Regions from separate parts of the Zea mays genome. Here all the other regions are linked to region 2. A link is a contact called in public Hi-C data. All regions are on one chromosome and are shown on one strand. Each heading gives the region's core, a stretch centred on a gene start, on an enhancer-like site or on the middle of the called end of the contact. The rest is flanking DNA. Distances are from core to core; before and after follow the strand shown. Region 1 holds the start of LOC100284805 (10-deacetylbaccatin III 10-O-acetyltransferase). Region 2 holds the start of LOC100274334 (putative DUF231 domain containing family protein). Region 3 holds the start of LOC542067 (DNA methyl transferase 4).

Region 1 (4,946 bases), core at 1,088-3,587, 310 kb after region 2:
AGAGTAAAGTTTAAAATAAAAGATGAGAAATAGGATTTACTAGTATGCTGCAAGAGGTAAAAAACAATTTACTAATAATTTAAATTTTGGGAACCCGTCTTCGGTCGTCACCGTCGGAGGATGCTTCGGTTGGCGCTTGGGAGCTGTTTTTGCAAGTCAATATTGCACGGGGATGAATTGGGAGAGATTAAATTTATAGCAGATAAATTGTATATACTTGTTTAAAACAAACAGCTTATAATTTTATTTTTTCACAACAATTCTCTATAGAGGATATATTCGGTGTATCTTAAAGCTTAGTGCATATAGTACACATATAAATTATCACTATCGATTTTAGATTTAACGTTTCTAATTGATCATTATAATTCACAAATAACACCTTTCACCCCTACAATCCACCATATCGGAAAGTGTTCTTAGCAAAATATACTAAATAACTAGAGACGTTAGATCTAAAATAAATGTTCATGAGTATTAAACTTTCATGTACACCTCCTTATAATAGCTTTTTCATTCTCCCACATCCAACAATGCCGATGACAATTAATGAGCGTCTGACACCAATGAAGTATAGATAATATTGTAAAAGATGAGGTCCGAGTGTCCGACACCAATGAAGTATAGATAAAGCAAGACTAAACAACCATCTACGCGAATTTGGCGAGCTCCTCGGCGAACGCCGCAGCATGAGGTTCCTCGACGCAGCGAAGCATGAGCCGGATGCCGCGCTTGGGCGCGGGCGGTTTGAGGTAGATCACCGACGCGACGATGTTGACGTCGTCGTTGAGCGTGAAGACGTACCCCGGTTCGCCGAAGCCGTAGTCCACCTCGTTGAACCCGACGCGGCTCCAGTCCGACACCGTCACCGTGCCGTAGTCCAGCGGCACGTTGTAGTGGTCGTCCTTGGCGCCGCCGCGCATCCAGTCCGTGAACCGCGTGGTGAGCGCCTCCTTGGCCTCCCGCATCACGCCGACCACCTCCGGAAGCGACGCCTCACGGATCGCCTTGCTGGTCCGGGTGATGCCCACGGGGTACACGCAATTGCCGTAGTAGCCGTCCACCGACGGCAGCACGCCGTGGAGGAGGTGCCGCGTGCTGGCGGCGAAGCCGAGCCGGACCTCGGCGTCGTCGGGGAGCGCCATCGCCAGCGCGCGGCACTTGAACACCACCGCCGTGACAGCGTCGAAGGTGGAGCAGGTCTGCCCCGTCGCGTCCTTGAAGTCGTCCTTGATGCGCGCGATGCTCTCCGGCGAGATCTCGACCACCTGGGTCACGAAGCTGAACGCCGTGAACGACGGCGGGGGGCCGCGCGGCAGCTTAGGCGGGTCCGGGATCGCGTCGCGGTCCCAGACCGGCGCAACCGACGGCGCCGGCAGCCCCCGCGCCATCTCGCCGGCCGCCTTGAGGAACTGCGCCGCGCCCTGCCCGTCGAACACCAGGTGGCTGAAGCAGATCCCGACCGCGAACCCGCCGCAGGCGAACTTGGTCACCTGTAGAGCGCAAATTCTCAGCACCCAAAGACGTTCTCTACCCGGATCCGGCTATCGAGCGTATGAGATCTTGCTAGCTGTCGGATCAGACAAGGGGATCTGGAGGTGAGCGATCGAACCTGTGCCATGAGGACGAGGTCCTCGAGCTTCTCCTCGGGGGGAGGTCGCGGGAGGAGCTCCTCCTTGGGGATGAGCAGAGGGCGCTCGAGGTAGTTGACGTCGGCGAGCGCGCAGCTCGCAGCGGCCTCCACGAACCAGACGCCCTGCCCGGTGCACTCCACCACGGGCTCCCCGGGGCTGGCGTCCGCGATGCGGCCGGCCACCGGGTAGTACGGCACCAGCGCCTTCGCGAAGCCGTCGCGCATCGCGGCCACGGCGGCGTCTTTGTCCCCGCCTGCTCCTACGGCCGGGGGAAAAACCTGGATGAAATCCACCGACACGCGCACCGCCGCGGTCTTGTCGATGGAGGACAGTGGGAGGGTGCCGCCGGGTGTTGGCCCCACTGGCGCGACGAGCTCCGGAGCCGATTTCACGACGGTGGGGGCGGCGGCGACGGTAGACATGATGGCGTCGGCTGGTGTAGCGGAGCGGTGGGCGCGAGTTGGTGCTTGCGGTGCTCACCAGCAGCAGGTAAGTGGAGCGGAGGGTATTTCCAGCTGCGGCCTAGTTTGGCACGAGCTGTCGAGCTCAACGCTGGATTGGAGTTTGGAAGTCGTCGGGGTCTGTTAGGCGAATCTGATCTGAAACACAAGGCAAGTGGGTTTGGTTGGTGATGGTGGTGGCTTTGTGGCTCACATGGCATGATCGGTTGTTTCTGAACTTTGCAGCTCACAAATGTGGCACCCTGCTCAAGCTAAATGCTTTTTTTGGTCACGCCTGTTTCTTTATAGGTTAGTTCAGAGATTGGTCGCCCAAGAAGCTTCGTCCTACTGCTGATCAATCGTCAAACAGTACCCATTCAATCGATGTTCATCTGGAGCCTGGCTTTGTATAGACACAATTAAAACTCGACTCAAGAGCCGAGACCTCATGAACCTACATCAGGCCAACAAGTCTGAAATAATTTGTTTCAAATGGAACACTATTATTCTTTCACCACTGTCAATACTCACTCAATACATGTATAATGTAACGTGCTGAGATAACAGTACAGAGTATAAACACGTGCCAACCCTATCTTATTGCAAGCAAATTCCGGGGGCAGCAATTCGACACAACAAAATACAACAATCTCCACTGTGGGATGGAATACACTCGCTCTATGCGTGCTTCTGCAGCTCCTCGCTGAACACGGCAGAGTGCCGCCCTTCCACGCACTGCAGCACCAGCCTGATGCCCTGCTTCGGCTTGGGAGGCTTCAGGTACACAACGGAGGGAACGATGTTCACGTCGTCGTTCAGGGTGAACACGTAGCTTGGCTCACCGAACCCGTAGTCAACGTCGTTGAAACCCACGTGGCTCCAGTCGGTCACGACGAGGGTGCCGTAGTCCAGCGACACGTTGTAGTGGTTCTCCTTGGCGCCGCCGCTCAACCAGTCGAGGAACCTCGACGACAGAGCCTCCTTGGCCTCCCTGATCGCGGTCACGATCTCCACCAGTGAAGCTTCCTTCACCTCCTGGCTGGTCTTGGTGAGACCACCTGGGTACACACAGTTCCCGTAGTAGCCATCGACGGAGGGCAGCACATTGCTCAGCAGGTGGCGAGTGCTGGCTGCAAAGCCCAGGCGAACCTCAGCGTCAGGTGCGAAGTCGACTGCCAAGGCGCGACATTTGAAGATCATGGCGGTGACCACGTCGAAAGTGGAACACTTCTGGTTGGTTTCGCTTGCAACTTGATCCTTCACGCGCTTGATGCTGTCCAGAGCGATCTCGACGACTGATTTCTCGAAGTTGAATGCGGTGAATGACGGTGGCGGGCCTAGGGGTGGCTTAGGTGGGTTGGGGATGGCATCACGAGCCCAGATTGGCTTGATCGATGGCTCAGGGAGGCCCCTAGCCATCTCACCAACTGCTTTCAGAAATTGCGCAGCACCCTGCCCGTCGAACACCAAGTGACTGAAGCAAATGCCCACAGAAAACCCACCACATGTGAACTTTGTAACCTGAACGCAGGAAATAGCAGCGGGTTAATCAACTAAATAAAATGTAATTCGCTAATAGTCATCGCAGAGGTCATGTAGCAGATACAAATACGCACTGGGTGGTGAAGAGAGGAGTAAGTACTAAGCGCTCAAACTGAGGATGTGCGACCTTATATTTTAAGACAATGACCTGATCAAATAATGTACTGACCAACATGACATTTACTTTGTACGTTTCTGTTGGAGTTTATGGGCCAAGTCCTATTTATCTTTTTTTAACGTAGTGGTAGGAGCTCTGCCTCTCAATTAAAAAGAATGGAATTGATCCAGTTTAAAGGAAAATTAGGCCCAAAACCTACACAGAGCGCACGGTAGAAAAACTGGCGAAGGCCCTAACAAATCACCTAGACAACGGCAACCTCCCACACACAGACACATCTAGAGTCATCGTTGCCAAGCTCAAACACAAGGAACGAGCAGCTCCGACTTTCCTAGACGAGCCGCAAACTACCAAATCAACTCGACGACGCCTACATCCAGACACCGTCGCAAGGAATAAGATCATGTACATAGCTGGGTGGTAAGACCTTTAGGTGTTTGTAACAACCAGGGCTCAAACCTCGGTTAGCACAATGAAAGCCCCCCTTGCTATATGCTCCCCGTAGTCATGGGGCAGTATCTACCGGGGGCGAGTTCTAGGGTTCTTCATGGAGAAGAAGACCCTCTGCGCCATCGCGGACCATTCGAGCCCCAGACACGGACCGTCTGGACTTACGCGAGGAAGGAGCCGCTCCTTCTACCAGGTCGCGGACAGTCCGGTCCAGAGCCACGGACCATCCGCGGCTATGCAGGGAGCACCGCCATGGTTCATTCCAAGTGTTTGGTGCCCAGGTCGGCGCCAACACACTTTTTTATGGATCTAGAATACTTACAATAGGAGCCTGAGGCGGAGGTAGAAGAGATTCCATATCGATCTCCCCTTGATGGATGATCTTCTGGTGGCGATCCACCGTGAAGTGTGATAGGTACTCTTCCTCCGCCTTCTTGCGTCGTTCGGCGAGTTGTCGTGACATCTCTTCCTCCTTGCGTCGTTCGGCGAGTTGTTGCAACATTTCTTCCTCCTCGCACCTCATGCGGTCGTCAAAGCGTTGCTGGTCATAAGCCAGTAGCGCCTCTAGGGCCGATTGATGATGTTATTGGCGGAGACGTCGATGTGATCCTTGAAATCGACCATCTTGGAGTCGATTTTTAGTAGATCTAGACACCCTCGTCCACAGCGAAGTCGCTAAAAAGTATGTTGCCACCGATCTGGGCACCAAACACTTGGAGTGAACCACCTGGCGGTGCTTCCTGCGGAGGCGTGGGCGGTCCA
Region 2 (4,936 bases), core at 1,899-4,398:
GTCAGTCGCGCACTGGGTGTCAAGAATCAGGGACTTTCCACTTATGAGAAAGAATATCTCGCTATCCTCTTAGCCGTCGATCAATGGCGGCCATACCTGCAACATGCTGAGTTCATCATTTATACGGATCAGCGCAGTTTGTCACACTTGACTGAGCAGCGGCTGCATACACCTTGGCAACAGCGAGTCTTCACCAAATTACTGGGCCTCCAATACAAGATCGTGTTTAAAAAAGGCGTCGAAAATGGGGCTGCAGACGCATTGTCTCGACGCCCTCCTGTTGGCTTAGAAGTTTTCAGCGCCTCCACTGCTGTCCCACAATGGCTTTCTGAAGTCATCCAGAGCTACAGCAAGGATCCCAAAGCTACCAAGCTTATCACCGAATTATCAGTCCAGACTTCTTCCCAAGGACCATACTCGCTCCAGCAAGGGTTGATCCGCTATAAAGGTCGGGTCTGGGTAGGTGACAATGTTCCTATTCAACGTCAGATTATGTCAGCCCTACACGACAGTCCTCTTGGAGGTCATTCCGGATTTCCAGTCACATACCGCCGTATCAAGCAAATCTTCGCCTGGCCTAGGCTCAAGCAATCTGTCTGTGACTTTGTGGCTGCCTGTTCTGTCTGCCAGCAAGCCAAACCAGATCGCGCTAAGTATCCCGGCCTTCTTCAGCCATTACCTATTCTCGACCAGGCTTGGCAAGTGGTATCGCTGGATTTCATCGAGGGTTTACCACGTTCCGGTTCAGCTAACTGCATCTTAGTGGTGGTGGACACATTTAGCAAGTATGCTCATTTCATTGGGTTGCTTCACCCATTCTCTGCCCTGAAAGTTGCGCAAGCATTCATGACCAATGTCTACAAGTTACATGGTCTCCCCCAGTCACTGGTTTCGGACAGGGACCGCATCTTCACCAGTCATCTATGGCAGGAGCTGTTTCGTTTATCCGGTACCAAGCTCCAAATGAGCACTGCTTATCACCCCCAGAGTGACGGACAAACAGAGCGTGTCAACCAATGTCTTGAGACATTTCTTCGCAGTTTCACACATTCCTGTCCAACCAAGTGGTTTTCCTGGCTGCCCCTAGCAGAGTTTTGGTATAATACCTGTCCTCACTCATCGTTGGGTATGTCCCCATTTCAGGTCATGTACGGCCGCGCTCCTCGCCAGTTTGGATTAGTCCCTGCAGATGCGGTTCACAATTCTGATCTGGCCGAATGGTTAGCTGACCGGGAACTAATGCTTCGGGTGATTAAGCAGAATCTGTTAAGGGCACAGCAAAGAATGAAACACCAGGCCGATAAAAGCAGATCTGACCGTGAGTTCTCTGTGGGGGATTTTGTGTATGTTAAGTTGCAACCCTATGTTCAGGGATCAGTGGTTGTCCGTGCCTGCCATAAGCTCAGCTTCAAGTACTTTGGACCCTTTCAAATCATTGCTCGCATTGGCAAGGTCGCCTATAAGCTGTCCCTGCCAGCATCCGCCACAGTGCATCCGGTGTTCCATGTTTCACAGCTCAAACCATGCACACCGGCGCCCAAACTGGTCAGTCATGCTTTACCAACTACTAATCTTGATGTCCAGTACCCTGCACAGACCATCGCTCCGTCTCTCGTGGTGGTACATCCGTCGACCAAGTCCTTGTCCGCTGGTCTGGCCTCGACGCCACCTTGGCGACCTGGGAGGATGTCGAAGCCCTGAAGTCGACGTTTCCAGATGCTGGCGCTTGGGGGCAAGCGCCAACTCAAGCAGGGGATGTCAGCACCTCAACAGCACCCGTCGAGAAGGCAGCTGAGATAGTGGACACGGATCCAATGAGCCGTCGAGAGAGAAGGCCCAATGTCCGTTATACCGGCCCAGAGTGGCGGCTGTAATAGGCGAGAGTGTGCGTGGGTGTGACAGGAAAGAACATAGTATTGTTACATTTCGTATTCTGTACTGAGTAGCTACTTTCCTCCACCCAAAAACCCTCTGTTCCTACCCTTCTTCTACCTCGCGACGCCGTCACACACGGTGGCTGCTAACACATCTTCTCCATCGGCCCATGGGAAACCCGCGCCCGGATTCGGCTCGACACGAATGGGGGGACGTATTCAAAGCTCCGACACCCCCTCAAGCGTGCAAATCATTTCCGTGCCCCGGATCGCACACACCTCCCACAGGCCCGGCCCGGCATCCTCATTGCGCGCGTCATCCTGCGAGCCAGAACGTTACCGGTTCTTTACGCGACGCGATACAATCATGCATGGACTCGATCTCGCTGTCAGTGGAGGCTCCATCATCCATCCAGTGTCCCACCAGCTAGCTTCTTCCAGTGTCCCATCATCGCTAGCTTTCCTCTCCGATCCAATACGTGTCCGTCCTCGTGTTGGCGAGCTGGAGCGAGGCAAGGCACCCCCACGCCCACGTTGGCCGCACTGCACAGCACAGGCAGCAGCATGCTGTCCGCTGCGAAACGGAGCGTGAGAGTTCGTAAGTAACACAAACTATTGAGCCCATTCAGATCGGCCTAAAGTACGTACGTACCTTTCTCAAACAACCGGCTAGCTAGGTAGGCGTAGGCATATGCGTACGTGCAGGCCACTTTGATGTGTGCCAAGGGGGGCACTAGCTAGAATATTTAATTCGCGTGCAAGTTGCAACGGTCTCTTCTAGCACGAGCACCCGTGATTAAGAAGGCGAGAGATGGTGCTTGAGGGTAAGAAAGTATTTAACAAGATGTGGCTAGCTAACCCTTGCGAGCCAACTTCGAACTAATCCGAGCCTCATCTTTAAGCTGGCCGAGCGGAGTTCTTTCCCTACTCTGCAGTGTAAACAGTGTTTTACACCGGGGTATACATGTCTCTGGCCTTAACTATTGACTAATTAAGCTACCTACTATCACTCAGTCACGTGACAACACAAGAGTGTGTACATATACAGACGGTGTAGCGCATAGATAACAGCAGCAGCGGCGCACACATATGGGTCGTCCCAATCCCAAGTCCCGACCAAAACCCCAACCCCTCCCCACCAAACCCGGCCAGGGCGCCCAACCAAAACCTCCCAGCACAGCGCACCGCGGCTCCTCCACGCCTCGCTCGCCGTCCGTCCCCGCGCTCTCCTGCTGGTCCCCGGCCAGTCCGTCACTCCCGTCTCGCTATGTAATCACCCTGCCCAGGACTCCATACTCCAGTCAGTCAGTCACTCCACTAGCGGGCTCGCCGCCTACAGCTAACCAATAATGGCGGATCACCCCATGAAGCCACCAGCTTCCGGCTCCATGTGCGCACTCGCCTGCCTCTTCCTCCTCTCCGCCGGCATCCTCCTCGCCGCCGCCGTCTACCGGCCGTTCCAGTCGCGCGCGGCGGCGTCGTGGGACCCATTCTCCAGGGTGCAGCAGAAGGAGGAGGCCCCGGCGCCGCCACCGCTCGCCCGCCGCGGCTCGTACCGTGCTGCGCCACCGGCGCCAGACGCCGTCTCACCATCAGCCGGCGGCCCTGCTGACTGGAGCCCGGACGACGACGACGACGCCGACGCTGGACCGCCTTCACCGGCCCCGGCGCCGTCCGAGGAAGGATGGGGGGACGGCGACGAGGACGCCCAGTGCGACCTATTCGACGGAGAGTGGGTGGAGGACGCGGCGGGGTACCCGCTGTACGACGCGGCAGAGTGCCCGTTCCTGAGCGACCAGGTGGCGTGCCGCCGGAACGGGCGCCCGGACTCCGGCTACGAGCGGTGGCGGTGGCAGCCCAGGGGCTGCGGCGGCACCACGAGGTTACAAGCATTCGTTTGGACAACTGTACAGTGCATCATATTATATCCCTAACTCGGGCATCCATGCCGGCCGGTCCGCCTTCTCGCCGTGTTCCACAGGCTGGGCGGCGCGGAGGCCCTGGAGCTGTGCCGGGACAAGCGGCTGGTGCTGGTGGGCGACTCGCTGAACCGCAACATGTGGGAGTCGCTCGCCTGCATCCTCTACGCGGCAGTGCCGGACCGGTTGCGGACGCGCCTCATCGACGACGCTGGCTCCGAGTACATGATCTTCCGCGCCATGGTAAGTGCCTGCCTGACTGCCTTTGCGCGACCACGCTATTTGTATACACATGATATCATGTCGTTTAGTTACTGTTGACCAACCTGCTACTCAGATCCTCGTGTGTCGAACGCACTTGGCTTCGTTCGGTTACAGATGGATTTAGGGAATTGAAGGGGATTTAATCTTCTTCTATATAAATTTATATAAGAGGAGATTTAATCCCCTCCAATCTCTCTCAATCCACTTCAAAGCAAAAGTTCTTAAGATTTTATTTGGGTACTCTAGTATTTACCCCAATCCACGTATATTAAGGTAGATTAGAGTATAAATTAGTTTAATTTACACATCTATCTGCCTCAATATATATAGATTTAGGTCAATACTAGAATACCCAAACTAGCCCAGGGCTTTCGTTTCACCGTTAGTCCATATGAATTGGGTGGTATTAAGTCGGTTTAAATCCATAATAAATCAAAATACATTCAAATTCTAATCCACATGGGACAATGCTACCGTATTTCAAAATAAGCATGGTTCTAACAAAATACTCCTCGAAATTCCAAAAAGTAGGGCGACCATTGAACGTGGACATAATTGTATTTATATTTTTTGCAATAAGAATATGATAACGTCATTTTTTATATAAATATATGTATCTGCACAGTGAAACTTAAGTTCCGTATGGTTCCTCAGAGTAAACTTTAGTCCATATGTCAACCTATTAAACCTAATCAGTCCATAATTCGGTCATGTGAACCTAGTAGTGGAAGAGTCAAACCGCGTGAGCTGTGGCTTGTGCGTGTAGGTTCCCAAAATATGGCGCCACTGATTTTCGGGTGTTGTAGATGTTCTTGAGATAACTTCAAGATGTTTTCAAATTTCTTGAGCATGCTACAACCCTAATGTTCACTACTTTTT
Region 3 (4,988 bases), core at 1,044-3,543, 360 kb before region 2:
TGTCTAAGTCACTAGCAGTGAGCGTTTGAATGTTCCCCTATAGTACAAGAATGATGCATGTACAGTTAATAAAACTATAACAGCATAGCAGTTCACCATTCACAAGTCAAACTAAAACAAAAAAATCAATTGGTACGTAGAATGATAATATCCTTCTGGATGTGAGGTATATTGTACATGATCCAGGTGCATAACGCTTAAAAAAATGAGAAATACAAGTGGCCATTGCCCCCTTCATTCCCTTGTGCCTGTGAAGTTAATGAAACTCACCCTAATTTATCAAGCTATATGGGCAAGCAAAGAAGGGGTCCTCGATTGAAGTCGAATTAGCAATAGTTACTTACTAAAATTGGAAAAAGCAAATACACGAGCAAAGTTATGGTTGCAGTACCAAGAAAACAGGGCTAGGAAGTGTAGCTTTATCTGAACATCAGGTAGCAGAGCTGAGAGCCAAGGTTCCAGACTGAATCTTCAGATGATCATCACAAATGCAACTTTTTGCCTTGCACCTAGGCGCACCCATAATCGCTTGCACTAGTTTTTTTAAAAGTAAACAGCAAGACATCTGCCTTTCAATTAAGATGAAAAGAGTCATATGTACAGGAAGGGGGCAACAACCCTACACTGGGCTGCACGTCTTGTTGCTTGCGAGCCCACTGGAGAATTCATGCTAAGAGAAATTCCACAACTAAGAACCCCAAGCACCCTAAGGAGGGTGTATACGTTGTGCTCTTTTGTGAAGGTCCAGATTTTCCTTCATCAGCCTGGCAACTCGGAAGGCAGTTGAATGACTGTTATCAAAGATCCTGCTGCTATGATCTTTACAAAGATTCCACATGGTGTAGATGGCTAAACCATTTAAGGCTCGCTTGAAATCTTTAGGGACCAAACTCAGGGTGATATCCCATCATTCCGCTATGATGCTGAAGTTTAGGTGTTGGGTGGCGTTGAACCCATTAAAGTGCTCCCAAGACGGAGAAATTTGGAATTGTGCCATTATAAAAAGTAGGCTTCGCTGGATTGCCATTAAATTTGTGGGTTTCGTTCAAGTGCCATTATCAATCAAGACGCATACGCTGAAATGCCTTTTGGATATTTATTAAAAATAAAAAACAATTTAATTGAGTTGGAGGGTGCAAGCTGACTCATTTACCCCGGTACAGAATCCATCTTGCTCTTTCGCTTGTTCTTTCTCTTCTCGCGTTCCTAGCGTTGATGGGCACGTAGGAGATATTCCACGTGAAGTAGCGGTAGGGGTCGTCGGCGCTGGCAAGTGACGCTGCTGCCACGGCGAGCAGCAAGAGGAATCAATGTCCACTGCAGCGACGTCACGAACGGCCACCAAGGTCCGCCAGCGACGAGTTCTCGAGTGCAACGATCTGATGTCTGCTGATGCCGTGACCCGTGAGCATGGTGGCCTTCTCCCATAGCACGGACGCCGACGCCATGAGCAGCTGCACCATTATGGAGACGCCAACGTGGACAAGTGCCATGAGCATGCTTCACTCATCTCTGCATAGCGCATCCAGCAGCTCACCCACGGCGGCGCCCACTGCTGCAGCGAAGCTAGCGGCGCCCACGACGACGCTGGTACGGAAGATGGCCTCAGGTCTGGTGCCCATCGCGCTGGAGTGCGACCGCACGAAGTGTCAAAGTGGTCGTAGTGGAGCGGAGCAGCGAAACGGAGAAGAGAAGGGCAAATGAGTCGCCCTCTCTAACCCGATTAAATTGGTTTTTCTTTTTGTTAAATAGCCAAAAGGCATTTCAGCGTATGTGTCTTGGTTGATAATGACATTTAGACGAAACCCACCAATTTGGTGGCAATCCAGCGAAGTTGGCAAAATTCCAAATTTCTCCCCATGAGGTGATTTTGTTCTAAACCGCTTGTGAAAAGGGAAGCAAGGCGGAGGTGGTAACCGGTCTCTCATACAGTAAGTAACACGTTTCTATCTCGGTTTGAGGACTGCTAAAGAGCAGATTTCGGGGTCAAAGTGGAGCGCACCTGGCAGGGGCGGTGGCCGAAGTTGTGCTCATAGACGTCATTGGCGACGTCGTTGATGTCGAAGGCTTCCACCACCTCCGCCCGCACGCCCGACGCCATCAGCGAGTACCTCTGCAAGCAAAAGGGGAAGGCGCCGAACCCTAGCCGCCGTTAGATTAGATGGATGACGGGACGAATCGGAGGAGAAAACAGGGTATCCCACAGTACCAGGCCTCCGATGCCGCTGTAGAACTCGAGCACTCTCCAAGGTGCCGGCGCCTCCATCGCCTCCGGCAGTCGCGCGGCCCGTGCTAGGCTGCAGCAACTGTTTGGAACCCCGGTTCCCTTATGTTGGCTGAGCCTGTGACTGTGACTCTGTGAGTCGGAGAGTTCTGAGAGTCAAATTACGGTCGCGGACTCACTGTCCGGTCCGCCTCCCGTGGAGACGGCAACGAATAAAATTTTCCTGCGGGGCATAAACATTTGCTCGACATGTTTTATTTATACAGTCAAGTCAACACAAGTTTGATAAAACAGTATAAATACAAAAAGGTAAATTTATGTTTTAGGATGAACTAGCACACTTAGAAGTTTGTGATTCTCTAAATATTATTTATCTCCATAGATTACATAATTTAATCCACTTATTTTAATGAGACACAAAAATTATACCAGGAATAGTGTCGGCGTTTCGAACCCGGGGTCCCTGGACCGACGAGTAAATTGTCGCCGCGTGCCCCAGCCCAGATGGGTCGGCGCGAGATGGAGCGCGAAGGGGGAAGAAGTCGGAGGGAGACAGGCGTGCAAAGGGAAAACCCGCGGCCTTCGTGTTTGTCCCGCGCCCAGGTCGGGTACGCTTGCAGTAGGGGGTTACAAGCGTCGACGCGGGAGGGAGCGAGCGGCCTTACGCGAGCGTCGTCCCGTCCTTCTCCGCGCGGCCAACCCTCTGTAAGAGGGCCCTGGACCTTCCTTTTATAGGCGTAAGGAGAGGGTCCAGGTGTACAATGGGGGGTGTAGCAGTGTGCTAACATGTCTAGCGGAGGAGAGCTAGTGCCCTAAGTACATGCCATCGTGGCAGCCGGAGAGGTTTTGGCACCCGATTCGTGTGGTGTCGTGGCCGTCGGAGGAGCGCTGGAGCCTGGCGGAAGGACAACTGTTGGGGTTGTCGAGTCCTTGCTGACGTCCTCTTGCTTCCGTAAGGGGGCTGAGAGCCGCCGTCGTCATAGAGCGTGTGGGGCGCCATCATTACTTGTTTAGCGGAGCGAGCCAGATGGGACGTCGGTCTTGTTCCCCGTAGCCTGAGTCAGCTTGGGGTAGGGTAATGATGGCGCCTCCTGTGATGTGGTCGGTCCGAGCCCTGGGTTGGGCGAGGTGGAGGCTCCTCCGAGGTCGAGGTTGAGTCTGTCTTCCAAGGCCGAGGTCGAGTCCGAGCCCCTAGGTCGGGCGAGGCGGAGACCGTCGGCTGAGGCCAGGGCTGAGTCCGAGCCCTGGGATCGGGCGAAGCGGAGTGCGTCGTCTTCCGGGGCTGAGCCCGAGTCCGAGCCCCTGGGTCGGGCGAGGCGGAGACCGTCGGCTGAGGCTAGGGCTGAGTCCGAGCCCTGGGGTCGGGCGAAGTGGAGTTCGTCGTCTTCCGGGGCCGAGCCCGAGTCCGAGCCCTGGGGTCGGGCGAAGCGGAGTTCGTCGTCTTCCGGGGCTGAGCCCGAGTCAGAGCTCTGGGGTCGGGCGAAGCGGAGTTCGTCATCTTTCGGGGCTGAGCCCGAGTCCGAGCCCTGGGGTCGGGCGAGGCGGAGTTCGTCGTCTTCCAGGACTGAGCCCGAGTCTGAGCCCTGGGGTCGGGCGAAGCGGAGTTCGTCGTCTTCTGGGGCTGAGCCCGAGTCCGAGCCCTGGGGTCGGGCGAAGCGGAGTTCGTCGTCTTCCGGGGCTGAGCCTGAGTCCGAGCCCTGGGGTCGGGTGAAGCGGAGTTCGTCGTCTTCCGGGGCTGAGCCCGAGTCCGAGCCCTGGGGTCGGGCGAAGCGGAGTTCGTCGTCTTCCGGGGCTGAGCCCGAGTCCGAGCCCTGGGGTCGGGCGAAGCGGAGTTCGTCGTCTTCCGGGGCTGAGCCCGAGTCCGAGCCCTGGGGTCGGGCGAAGCGGAGTTCGTCGTCTTCCGGGGTTGAGCCCGAGTCCGAGCCCTGGGGTCGGGTGATGCGGAGTTTCCTATGGCGCCTGAAGCCGGACTTGGCTGCTGTCAGCCTCACTCTGTCGAGTGGCACAGCAGTCGGAGCGGCGCAGGCGGCGCTGTCCTCTTGTTAGGCCGGTCAGTGGAGCAGCGAAGTGACTACGGTCACTTCGGCTCTGTCGACTGGAGGGCGCGCGTCAAGATAAAGGTGTCAGGCCACCTTTGCATTAAATGCCCCTGCTATTCGGTCGGTTGGCGTAGCGACTTGGCCAAGGTTGCTTCTTGGCGAAGACTGGGCCTCGGGCGAGCCGAAGGTGGGTCCGTTGCTTGAGGGGGTCCTCGGGCGAGACGTAGATCCTCCGGGGTCGGCTGCCCTTGCCCGAGGCTGGGCTCGGGCGAGGCGAAATCGCGTCCCTCAAATGGACCGATCCTTGACTTAATCGCACCCATCAGGCCTTTGCAGCTTTGTGCTGATGGGGGTTACCAGCTGAGATTTAGGAGTCTTGAGGGTACCCCTAATTATGGTCCCCGACAAATAGATTCATACATTACATATTATTAATCTCACAATGTTAAACATCTAATTATCATTAGGGTTTTTCTTTTATTTTTCTTATTAATAAATAAACCGTTACCTAAACTAACCTATAGTCTAGGTATAAAATTAATATGTGGAGATAGTGAATGATTATAATTTACATAGACAGAGAATAATCTTATGAACATTTTGCAATTTGAATCACTCAATTTGGAGTTCATATGCAAAATATATGAAATAAACAAGTTTTGAAATTTAAAACCCTAAGTTAGGTCAAAATTTGTGATTAATTAAAAGGTTAGGGGTCTGTATGC

What was found. Hi-C and Micro-C count contacts between places; a contact is called where the count stands out from the background.
Region 1: a contact with region 2 is called in a Hi-C map of bundle sheath, with 2.3 times the contacts expected there. The contact joins the promoter of LOC100284805 here to the promoter of LOC100274334 in region 2. A contact is called at or near these places in 3 of 25 Hi-C or Micro-C datasets (bundle sheath, ear and endosperm).
Region 3: a Hi-C map of leaf shows a contact between it and region 2, with 6 times the contacts expected there. The contact joins the promoter of LOC542067 here to the promoter of LOC100274334 in region 2.

The regions. Positions count from the first base shown.
Region 1 is chr8:147,058,289-147,063,234 of Zm-B73-REFERENCE-NAM-5.0, forward strand. LOC100284805 (10-deacetylbaccatin III 10-O-acetyltransferase) reads right to left here and starts at 2,338. Exons shown (of 2, transcript NM_001157700.2): 1 at 1,613-2,338; 2 at 455-1,493. The coding sequence starts at 2,056. The coding sequence ends at 651. LOC100284134 (3-N-debenzoyl-2-deoxytaxol N-benzoyltransferase) reads right to left here. Exons shown (of 2, transcript NM_001157031.1): 2 at 2,584-3,595. The coding sequence ends at 2,753.
Region 2 is chr8:146,746,217-146,751,152 of Zm-B73-REFERENCE-NAM-5.0, forward strand. It overlaps LOC100274334 (putative DUF231 domain containing family protein), which reads left to right and starts at 3,149. Exons shown (of 5, transcript NM_001148695.1): 1 at 3,149-3,756; 2 at 3,856-4,036. The coding sequence starts at 3,224. It also overlaps a transcript of LOC100382178 not described here.
Region 3 is chr8:146,391,186-146,396,173 of Zm-B73-REFERENCE-NAM-5.0, forward strand. LOC542067 (DNA methyl transferase 4) reads right to left here and starts at 2,294. Exons shown (of 12, transcript NM_001111703.1): 1 at 2,210-2,294; 2 at 2,003-2,113; 3 at 1-37. The coding sequence starts at 2,266.